Regions from separate parts of the Siniperca chuatsi genome. Here region 2 is linked to region 1. Evidence: chromatin contacts called from public Hi-C data. All regions are on one chromosome and are shown on one strand. The core of a region is the stretch at or near the end of the contact, and the rest is flanking DNA. Distances in the headings are between cores, read along the strand shown. Region 1 holds the start of LOC122882496. Region 2 holds the start of LOC122883748 (mitochondrial carrier homolog 1-like).

What was found. Hi-C and Micro-C count contacts between places; a contact is called where the count stands out from the background.
Region 2: a Hi-C map of skeletal muscle shows a contact between it and region 1, with 2.0 times the contacts expected there. The contact joins the promoter of LOC122883748 here to the promoter of LOC122882496 in region 1. A contact is called at or near these places in 2 of 3 Hi-C or Micro-C datasets (skeletal muscle and an unstated tissue).

The regions. Positions count from the first base shown.
Region 1 is chrLG10:764,675-769,720 of ASM2008510v1, forward strand. LOC122882496 reads right to left here and starts at 2,026. Exons shown (of 9, transcript XM_044209959.1): 1 at 1,967-2,026. The coding sequence starts at 2,026. It overlaps phc2a (polyhomeotic-like protein 2), which reads left to right and starts at 1,308. Exons shown (of 7, transcript XM_044212835.1): 1 at 1,308-1,680; 2 at 2,490-2,652; 3 at 3,726-3,804; 4 at 4,049-4,160. The coding sequence starts at 2,515.
Region 2 is chrLG10:901,293-906,098 of ASM2008510v1, forward strand. It overlaps LOC122883748 (mitochondrial carrier homolog 1-like), which reads left to right and starts at 1,794. Exons shown (of 13, transcript XM_044212856.1): 1 at 1,794-1,862. The coding sequence starts at 1,800.

The sequences.
Region 1 (5,046 bases), core at 776-3,275:
ACTACAACTACTACAACCACACTACATCACCACTACTACACTACTACTACTGCCTACTACTACTACAACTACTACTACTGCCACTACTACTACTACTACCACACCTACTACTACTACTACTACTACTACTACTACTACCACACTATCACTACAACTACTACAACTACTACTATCACTACCACTACTACTACTACCACTACTACTACTATCACTACAACTACTACAACTACTACTACTACCACTACTACAACTACAACTACAACTACTACAACTACTACTACTATCACTACAACTACTACAACTACTACTACTACCACTACTACAACTACAACTACTACAACTATCACTACCACTACTACTACTGCCACTACTACAACTACAACTACTACAACCACTACCACCACAACTACAACTACTACTGCCACTACTACAACTACTACTACTGCCACTACTACTACTACAACTACTACTACTATCACTACAACTACTACAACTACTACTACTACCACTACTACAACTACAACTACTACAACTACTACTACTATCACTACCACTACTACTACTGCCACTACTACAACTACTACAACTACAACTACTACCACTACTACAACTAATACTACTACCACTACTAGTATTACTACCACTACCACCACTACCACTACTACTACATCTACTACCATTACTACTATCACTACTACTACATCTACTACCATTACTACTACAACTACAACTACTACAACTACCACTACTAGTATTACTACCACTACCACCACTATCACTACTACTACAACTACTACTACCACTACCACTACTACTACATCTACTACCATTACTACTATCACTACTACTACTACAACTACAACTACAACTACTACCACCACTACAACTACAACTAATATTACTACCACTACCACCACTATCACTACTACTACAACTATCACTACTACTACAACTACTACTACCACTACCACTACTACTACATCTACTACTATCACTACTACTACCACAACCACCACTAACACTACCGCTACAACTACTGTTACTACTAGCTTTCACGGTTGTCATGACAACTGAGTGAATTCCGTCCAGAGTTGCGTTAAAAGCTTCAGAAAAGCGAGTGGGTCTTTTTTTGGTCAAACTACTGTTTCTAAGGTCAAGAATAAAATCCTAAATTGATGCTCTTAATACTGACTGTATGATTATAAAACACATTTTGCAAGAAAGAAAGAAATTTTCACAGATATTTATACGCGCACGCACACACACACACACACACACACACATATATATAAATAAATGGGCTTTAATTTTGAAGGTTGTTGCCGGAAGTCCCTGACGCGAATGTCTCGTGCTTGGTCGGTGGGCACACGCGCGCACACACCGACGGGACCGTGGTGTCTGTAGACAGGAGACGGGCAGAAAGCAGAAACATAGCGAGGATATGATTCCGTTGCTAACTTCGCGTGTCCTCGTGTAACGGCGCCCGCTCGGCCGGTTGAGTATTTGTCGGTGTTCCGGTGGCGGAGCGGCTCCTCGCCGTTTTGGCGGCGGGAGTGTGAGTAAATGAACGCGTTGTTTGGAGCCGTTGAACAAAGAGCTTTTCTTCCCTCTAACGTTACCTTTGTTGCCGAGCGGAGCGCCTGTTTTCGACCCAGCTCGGAGGTGGTTCCGACCGTGAAAGTAAGCTAACTACTCTGAACTGCTCGTGTGTTTTAAAGGGAGCCTGGAAAAGGCTTTCTTTTCCTTAGCGAGTTCGGATTTAACGTTAAGTGGTTTGTTAATGCTGTGTAAGTTATAATTCTTTAAAGCCAGACATCTTAATACAAAGCAAATAAAAAACACTCCTAACGTTACCAGATAACGTGCACTGAATCAGTAGTTTCTCCTTCATCTTCATATTATTATTATTATTATTATATTATCTTCATATTAAGCAGACGGGTTTCCACCACAGTAATGTACACACGCGTCCACGCGAGCCTAACGGACGGGACCTGTGTGGGGAGATGGCCACGCCGGACTGCATTCGGAAATCTGGCAATTCAGGGTTGTCTTGCTTATCGCAACGAAAAGATAACAAATAAAATACGACTCAAAACGGATTGTGACACATTGGAAGAAGCTCTTTACATCGGCACTCGTTCAAACTCCTTGTAGAACTGAATCCCCCTGTATACAACTAAGTGCAAGACGATTGTCCGAGAAATAAAGTTAACAAATAACAAGAAGACATTTTAAAAAAAGTTTCTTTAGTGGATTATAGCTATGCCAAATTCAAAAGTGGTTCTTAAGGAGTCATAACACCTGTCATATGTAAAGTAAAATGATAGTAACGCTGTGTACTTTTGCCAAAACACTGAGCAACACTAAACTGCCATGTTTGAATGATGTGAGCTTTGCAGTCTTTGTGTATTTGAACAGCAGCTATGGGGGGGTGCAGGTCCCAGGTCCAGCGCTTGTTGAGTTTGCCATGCTGCTTGTGTTGACAGGTGAGGGGCGGCCTGTGCTCCAGTCATGACCTCTGGGAATGGGAACACTAACAGCAGCCAACACGATGGAGAGAGCAAACCAGCCCAGGCCTTAGTCAAGTCCCACATCCTCACCCACCTGATAGAAGGCTTCGTTATCCAGGAGGGTGCTGAGCCTTTCCCCGTGAGTACTGCAGCTCTGCATGTGTCTGTCTGTAAACCACAGAATATGACAGTAATCACTGCCCATAATGGCGGGCAGCTCAAAAACAACACTGGCCATATTGACTGGTTGACCAGGAGCAAAGACTTAACATTATCAATATTTGGGGCGTTTGTTTCCAACCTGTCTGATCGGTGGACCGCTTATGTTTCTTGCCCCGTTGCTAGTAACTTAGTGAGTGCAGTGTTTATTATTACAAATGATAGCCAAAACTTTAAAAATAAGGCGCAAGTTTAGGCACCATGTCATGATGATAGTTTAATTATGCACATTTTTAGTACTTAATAAATAAAGCTACTTGCTGGGAACCAGTTAAAATACAGTTTAAAGGTCAAACCTTTTTACCACACGCCTGTCTTAGCCCGTTAGCTCTGGCTACCTAACATGACACGTGGATTCCAGTGAGAAACGGCAGCTAGCAGCAACGAAAATGCTAATCTACAAGTGCTGAGAAATGAACTGTGTCCCAAAACATTAACCGGCAGCACAAATTAAAAGCACAGAACCTCCCTCATTCTGGATATTAATGACGTTAGCACGTATGGAAATCTGTTTCCTCAAAATATACCAGACACTAGATATCCGTCAGTGTAAACAGGCAGCACATCACTAATAACTGTGTCAGTACAGGATTTAATAAGTATTATTTATCTGCCACATCATGGAAGAGACTCTGATCACCTGTGTGATGCATCTTACATCCAAAGCCATCAGTCTGCACAGCGTGCACCAAGTCACACACTGAAACTCTAAACACACGTCAAACCGATCACCAAAGCATTGATCACATCGTCACCGGTGATCCGCCCGGATAGTTCCTGCACCAAAAAGCAGGGACTCTCTGTGCTCGAGGAACTACATGTAGACCCTGATCCTGCAGTCAAGAGGCAGAAAACGCTCCTGAGGGGGAAACTTGTGCTAACAGAATCAAACAGAACCGTAGCATTCAACGTCAAACTCTTCCCTCGCCACTTTCTCAGTCCCTTGCAGTGGCATCAGCTGCTGTAATGAAGTATATGTTTGTCTGTCTGCAGGTGGAACGTCCATCTTTCTCAATTGAGAGCCTAAGGAGACACACGGCAGACTCAAAGATGGACGGCCTCTACCCAAAAGGTAAAGCTCTTAAAGTTGTCAGACCAGCAGCACGGCGTCACGTGGGGAGCTGACGTTTCCCTCCTCCAGTATCTACATGTTTCACAGTATCTATAATAATAATCGGCCCCAACCGGCTGTTAGCCGACCGACTGTAGACGTCGGTCGGCTAACAGCTGACACCGTGCGACTGCTTAGCCGTTGTCCCTGCACACTCGTGTGGATGTTGCTGGTGATGGTACCTGTGCGGCCTGTGTTCCCTCAGAGTTGAAGGCCCAGCAGGAGCCCATGCTGACCTGCGAGCTGTGTGGCAGGGTGGACTTCGCCTACGTCTTCAAGAGGTCCAAGAGGTTCTGTTCTACTGTGTGCGCCAAACGGTAAGGCGGGGCAGGCATTACAGACACAATTCACCCTGTGGGGGAAATCAGGGGTGTCCCGAAGAGGTTTTTTGGCCCCAGTCCTGATCAGAGTTCTCTAATATTGAGTGACACCGAGTCCGATCCGATACTTGTATTTACATAAATGTTTGATTAAATATGTATCTGACACATGGAAATAACAGCTGTAGCTACTAAACTTGCCGTACTTTATGTTTCACAAGCTGCTTGGTCCAAATACTGAAGGTCCTGATTTAAAAGTTGATTAAATTATTGATCTGACATGAGTAAAAGTTTAACTGGAGAATGAGACTGACGTAATGCGATCGGCTAGAGAGAAGACGTCTCTCTCTGTCCGAGCTGTTGGAGCTACAGAAGCAGCGGTGTTACAGAGTGGAGCTTCACTTTATATAATAATAATAATAAAACTTTATTTATAGAGCACTTATCAAAACAAAGTACAAAGTGCTTCACAACAAGAGAAATAAAACACCACAGTGAATGACGAAATATAAAGAAATAAAATAAACAGTTCAGGTAAAATCAGGATCTGCTTTCAGATAAAAATGTGTTTTGAGACGAGACTTAAACGAAGACTCTGACTCAGACAGCCTGATGTCTTTTTCTAATATAAAGCGTGCATCACCCAAAGAGTCTGTGCACAAGTTAAAACACATGACATCAGGCACAAGTACACACACACACACACACACACACACACACACACACACACACACACACACAAAGTCCCAAACATGCAGGTAATAATGTTACTATAACAACAGGACTGAGGTTAAAAATAAAGTTCACACAGCAACAGAACAGAAGTGGGGTAACTGTTCCCAGCCAGCGAAGGCGTTTTCAGCCTGGATTTGAAATAATAATA
Region 2 (4,806 bases), core at 544-3,043, 140 kb after region 1:
AAACCAAGTTACAGTGACGTTAGAACCCACGCTGCCTCGCTTCCAGTTCTGTCTGTACTCACAAACAAATTGTGGTTTAACTTTGTTAAAATCACGAATGCTTCAGTTTCTAATATCCACGGCTGCAGCGGAGCCGATTTAACACGCTTCATTATTTCAGAAAGACCCATGAAAGAAATGCTGAATGAGAGATTGTACTGAGCTACAGAAGCAGATGCGTCTCGCCTCGTTCCTCATGACACAGAACATTCGCCTTTGAGACTGAAGTTTCATCCATTAGTGACACCTGCTCAAGAGCAACACGGGAAGAAGAAGGCGGACGAGCAGGGTTCACTTCCAGGTAGTGTTTGGTCATCACATTTTGGAGGTTTTGGATTCAGAGATTCGTAGCATATTGATCAGCAGTTCCTAACCTGGGAGTCGGGACCCTCATGAGGGGTCACGAGATGATCAAGAGGACAGGAAAGCAGATAAAAACATGTTTCTGCTACATACAGTTATGCTAATGTTAGCATGCTAACACGCTAAGCTAACATGCTGAACATCATACCCGAACATCAGCATGTTAGCGTTGTCATCGGCTGCAGACTCTTAGTCTGTTTTCTAGTGAACTACTCGATCGTTTTACTTCCTCAGGCCTCTAAATATAATTTTCTATTAAAACAGAGGAAAAAAATCACTCTTTGGTTGAACTGGTCACAACTTTTAGACACATGCAACTGTGTCGCACGTAAACGTTACTCTGTTTTATGGAGAACCACTCATTTAGAGGACACCTGTAGAGTCACAGCTGATCAGTGCTTAAGATACAGTGTTAGTATGTGTCATGGTTTGAGGGTCTGTGTTTGGTTATTTCCTGTTTTATTGTGAAATATTCTCCTTGCCTCCCGGCAGTTTGGATTGGCCCTAATTAAGTTCACCTGTGTGTAGTTATCCCGCCCTCACCTGTGTGCATCGTCTCGGTGATTCCTTTGTTCTTTGTCAGTTCGTCCCAGCTGCTATGTTGGTTTTGGCTTCGCTAATGTTTGGACTGTCACCTGTTTGGTACCTGCCTGTCTGTATATGTATTTACATGTATAGTGACTTTGAAAATATCATTACTTGCATTACATGTACAACTCCAACCCAGTTTTGCCAAAATAAACATATTATACACAACAACAGCAGGTCCTCTGGAACGCCACAAACTGATTAACACGCTAATAATTACTAAAATGCTAACGCTAGGTAGCTCCAACAATGTGAGAATCATGCGATCAGAATGTTAAAAATAGATAAATAAAGTTTATTTTCCAGCATCATAGACCCGAGGTGGACTTATTCATCAGTCTGATGTTATGTGTGATTTCCAGTGTTTCTATATTTGCTTGTGTTTTCTGTATTTGCAGCTTTGTTTTGTGGTGATGATGTTTTCTTAAATTACAGCCTTTAATGTCCTAAAGCCACAGCACCATTAACTACTAAGCAATACTACTAATGACTTAATTAATGTAACTATTAATAACCAAAAAACAATCCCTGACAAACAAAATATTGTGTTGTAAATGTTAAATTTGCAGCACCAGCCATGATGATGTACACAGCACAACAACTACATCCTCTTCCTGTGTGCGCTGTAACAAATGATTAATACATACACTCTGTCTCCAGACACTAAAACTGTTCATAAAACGTCCAAAACCGTGTGAATAATTCAGCAGCAGATTTTATTCTGATGAATAAGGTGTGCTGCACTCTGCTGTCACTGCTGCTTTAACTGTGATTTCCTGTTTGTGACATTGTCATGAACACAGGAGGTGATGAAGCTTCTGTCTGACCTGATGAAGAAGAGGCTCGCCACAGCTGGAGGCTGCCCCCTGCTGGTGAATGATCAACAGGCACCACACAGACAGCACACAGTCACCCACATCTGCTGGATCAATAAGTGATTATAGGAAACGCCTTGACCTGTCGTTCGGATCTTCAGCCCCTGTCAGACATTTAAATGATTCGTTTGAATTACAACCCAATCAGAGTCTTCTGCAAGATAGAGGATCACTTATTTATGCAAATCTTTTCACGCCAACAACAGTGGCGACATATTTGTGAAAGATGACGTTAAAAACAAGCAGCTGCTTCTTCTTCACACACATTCTCCGCTCGTTTATGAGTGTGTGATGGGATATTTCAAGCACAGCAAGTATAATTAACTTTGAGCAAATAAAATACCCTTCTGTGTTCAATAAATGCGTTTCCTATAAGCACACAATATTAACTATTATAACTAATATTTGTTTTACTCATTTGCCCTCTGAAACCCTTATTTATGATTTAACTTGTAGTGAAACTTAGAATAGAATTTAAAATGTATGTTTTTCTGTTGAGTCACGTCAAAAACTAATTTTCATGAGCAATGAAGTTTTTCTGATTCTGAACTTTTCCATTGATCCCATTCTATTGATTTCCTGGCTGTAGCGGGTTTAAAACACTGGTGTTAGTCCTTGTTTTAACCCCATTTGGGCAACGTATCTTCTGGGATACAGTTCAAGTAAAAAAACATTACATTTGTTATTATTCAATTAGTAGTCTAAAACAGCAATATTATCAAAATATAATATCCTGAAATTATTACAGACCTGAAATAGCACAAACATCGTAAAACGGCAACAGGTGCTGTGTGTTGACAAATAGGCGTCTGTTGCATCCGGTGGTCACAACGCAAAAATACCACAACACACAGAGGACGAAGAAGCTCCAAATGGTGCACTGAGTTCTTTAAGACGTGGAAAATCTTCCCAGCCATAACCATAGAGTCGTATTTTCATTTCATACATGATAATGTCGGCATTCATTAACGAGATTTAACTGTCAAACACACCGACCAGGAGCTGCGTACGGAAGCAGACCTTTATGGACATTGTTTATAGAGTGCAGATCAGGAGGTCGAATCGGAAGGCGTAATTTACAGGCCTGTATAAACTGGCCTGAGCTGTGTCTTCCTGCTCTAATCCCGCATGTCTTGGCCTTTATCTCCAGAGCTAATCAAAATGACGCTGCAGACGGATCTGGAGAGACCGTGAGCCTGTTTGATTTAGGATGCGGCTAATCTCTGCAGGACTCCCACTGCTGGTTCTGCTTCATCCTCGAGCCGAGGGATGAAAGGAAATGAATCTTACAAATGTTTGTGACGTTAGACCGTGTCGGTTGGATTTACTGTAAGTTGGTGTTCTGTTCGAGGAAGAAGTTAAAGTATTACTTTCAGGTATTTCATATGAGCCCTGTGTAGAGTTTGGCTCGTGGGTCAGGGATGCAGTCGTTAATGTCACGTCCTTGTACAGTATGGTGTTCATGCCGTGACTCGTGCACTCACGGACAGTGACCCTGGCAGCCTCGCGGGATGTTACGATGTTATATTGTGGAGCTCCGGCCGCACCGCTCGGCTCCACTCCTGGGAAGCAGCTGCATTTCCACTCCAGCACTGAGGCGTCCAGCAGGATTAGGGCCAAACAGATCGATGCAGCGTCACCACAAACCAGAAGGGCATCAGGCAGCAACACTTAGCTGACCGGAGGCTTCGTCTGTGTGTCACCTGAAACCACTTTACACAGTGACTGGCCAGGTGTGAGCAGGTGTGGAAGTAGGCAGACGAGCTTCTTTCTCACGCTCTCTTTTTTTATTCCTCAGCCAGCCGCAGGGCCAACGGCACGAACGTCCTCGCGGAGCACGTTTACTTCACCGTGTCGTGTCAGTACTTTTACTGAAGTAACGGATCTGAACACGTCTGGACAGCACCGAGCTGTGTGTGTGCCGGTGCCAGAGGGAGGCAGCTTGCGTTAGGAACATGCAACACGTGGAGTGCTATTCGTGCATAATGTGTATTTACAATAAAATGGCTGCACAACGTTAAAGGCCAACACCGGGCCCTGTCTGGTTGAAAGCCTGTCGGGTCACTCTTCAGCTCTCCGATAAAAACACCAACATCGCATCTGCCATGTTGGATATCTGATTTCTGTCGGATCTGGACCGGACTGGGGCTAACCCTGATTAGCACGTGGCCCAGGAAATCCAAAACAGATGCAATCAGATTCGTGACGTGGCAAAGTGTAAATCCAGATGTTTGGATTTTATCCAGATACCAGACACTTGACAAGTGTAAATGGGGGCCGAATGTAAAAATAACAACACCTCTTATGATCGTTTCAGATAAATGAGGCGTTTGTGGCGATCGTTTGTCCTTCAGTAGGAACCCTTTTAGAAACAGACACTTATATAACCGAGGAGCTGAAATTCTAGATGAAGACGTGTGACAGAGCTGTCAGAGACGCGCGTTTGATGCTTCTCAGTTGTGAACCTTCAGACTGAAACTAATTACACAGGAAAACCTGAGAGACGCTCCATCACTGTCAACATGCAAGTCAACAGGAAGTGTGGACCTCTGATCGTCATGGCAACAGTCCTGCTCTGCTAAGTTGGGGAGTAAAGAGGCTGACGTTTTGCGATGGACACCCTCGGCGCACGTGTAACTATTTCGTCGTCGTAACTTCTCCGTGGTGCAAGCGCTTTTATTGTAGTAATGCATAAATCACAGCCTGGTAATAATTTACAGGATAACTCGGCTACGTTTGAACCTACAGCTGCTGCGGCAGCCTGGTCTTTATACACCGAGACAGAGCCAGTTCATTTCCAACCAATCAGCAGCACTGTGAGCTGGGCGAGGGAGGGGGCATGCGATTGGCTCAAAGGTGAGATGGTGGTAAAACTGCAACAGACTGCAATAAAGGCATTTCTGTAATTATTGATATGATTTACACTCTTTGTTCATGCGTT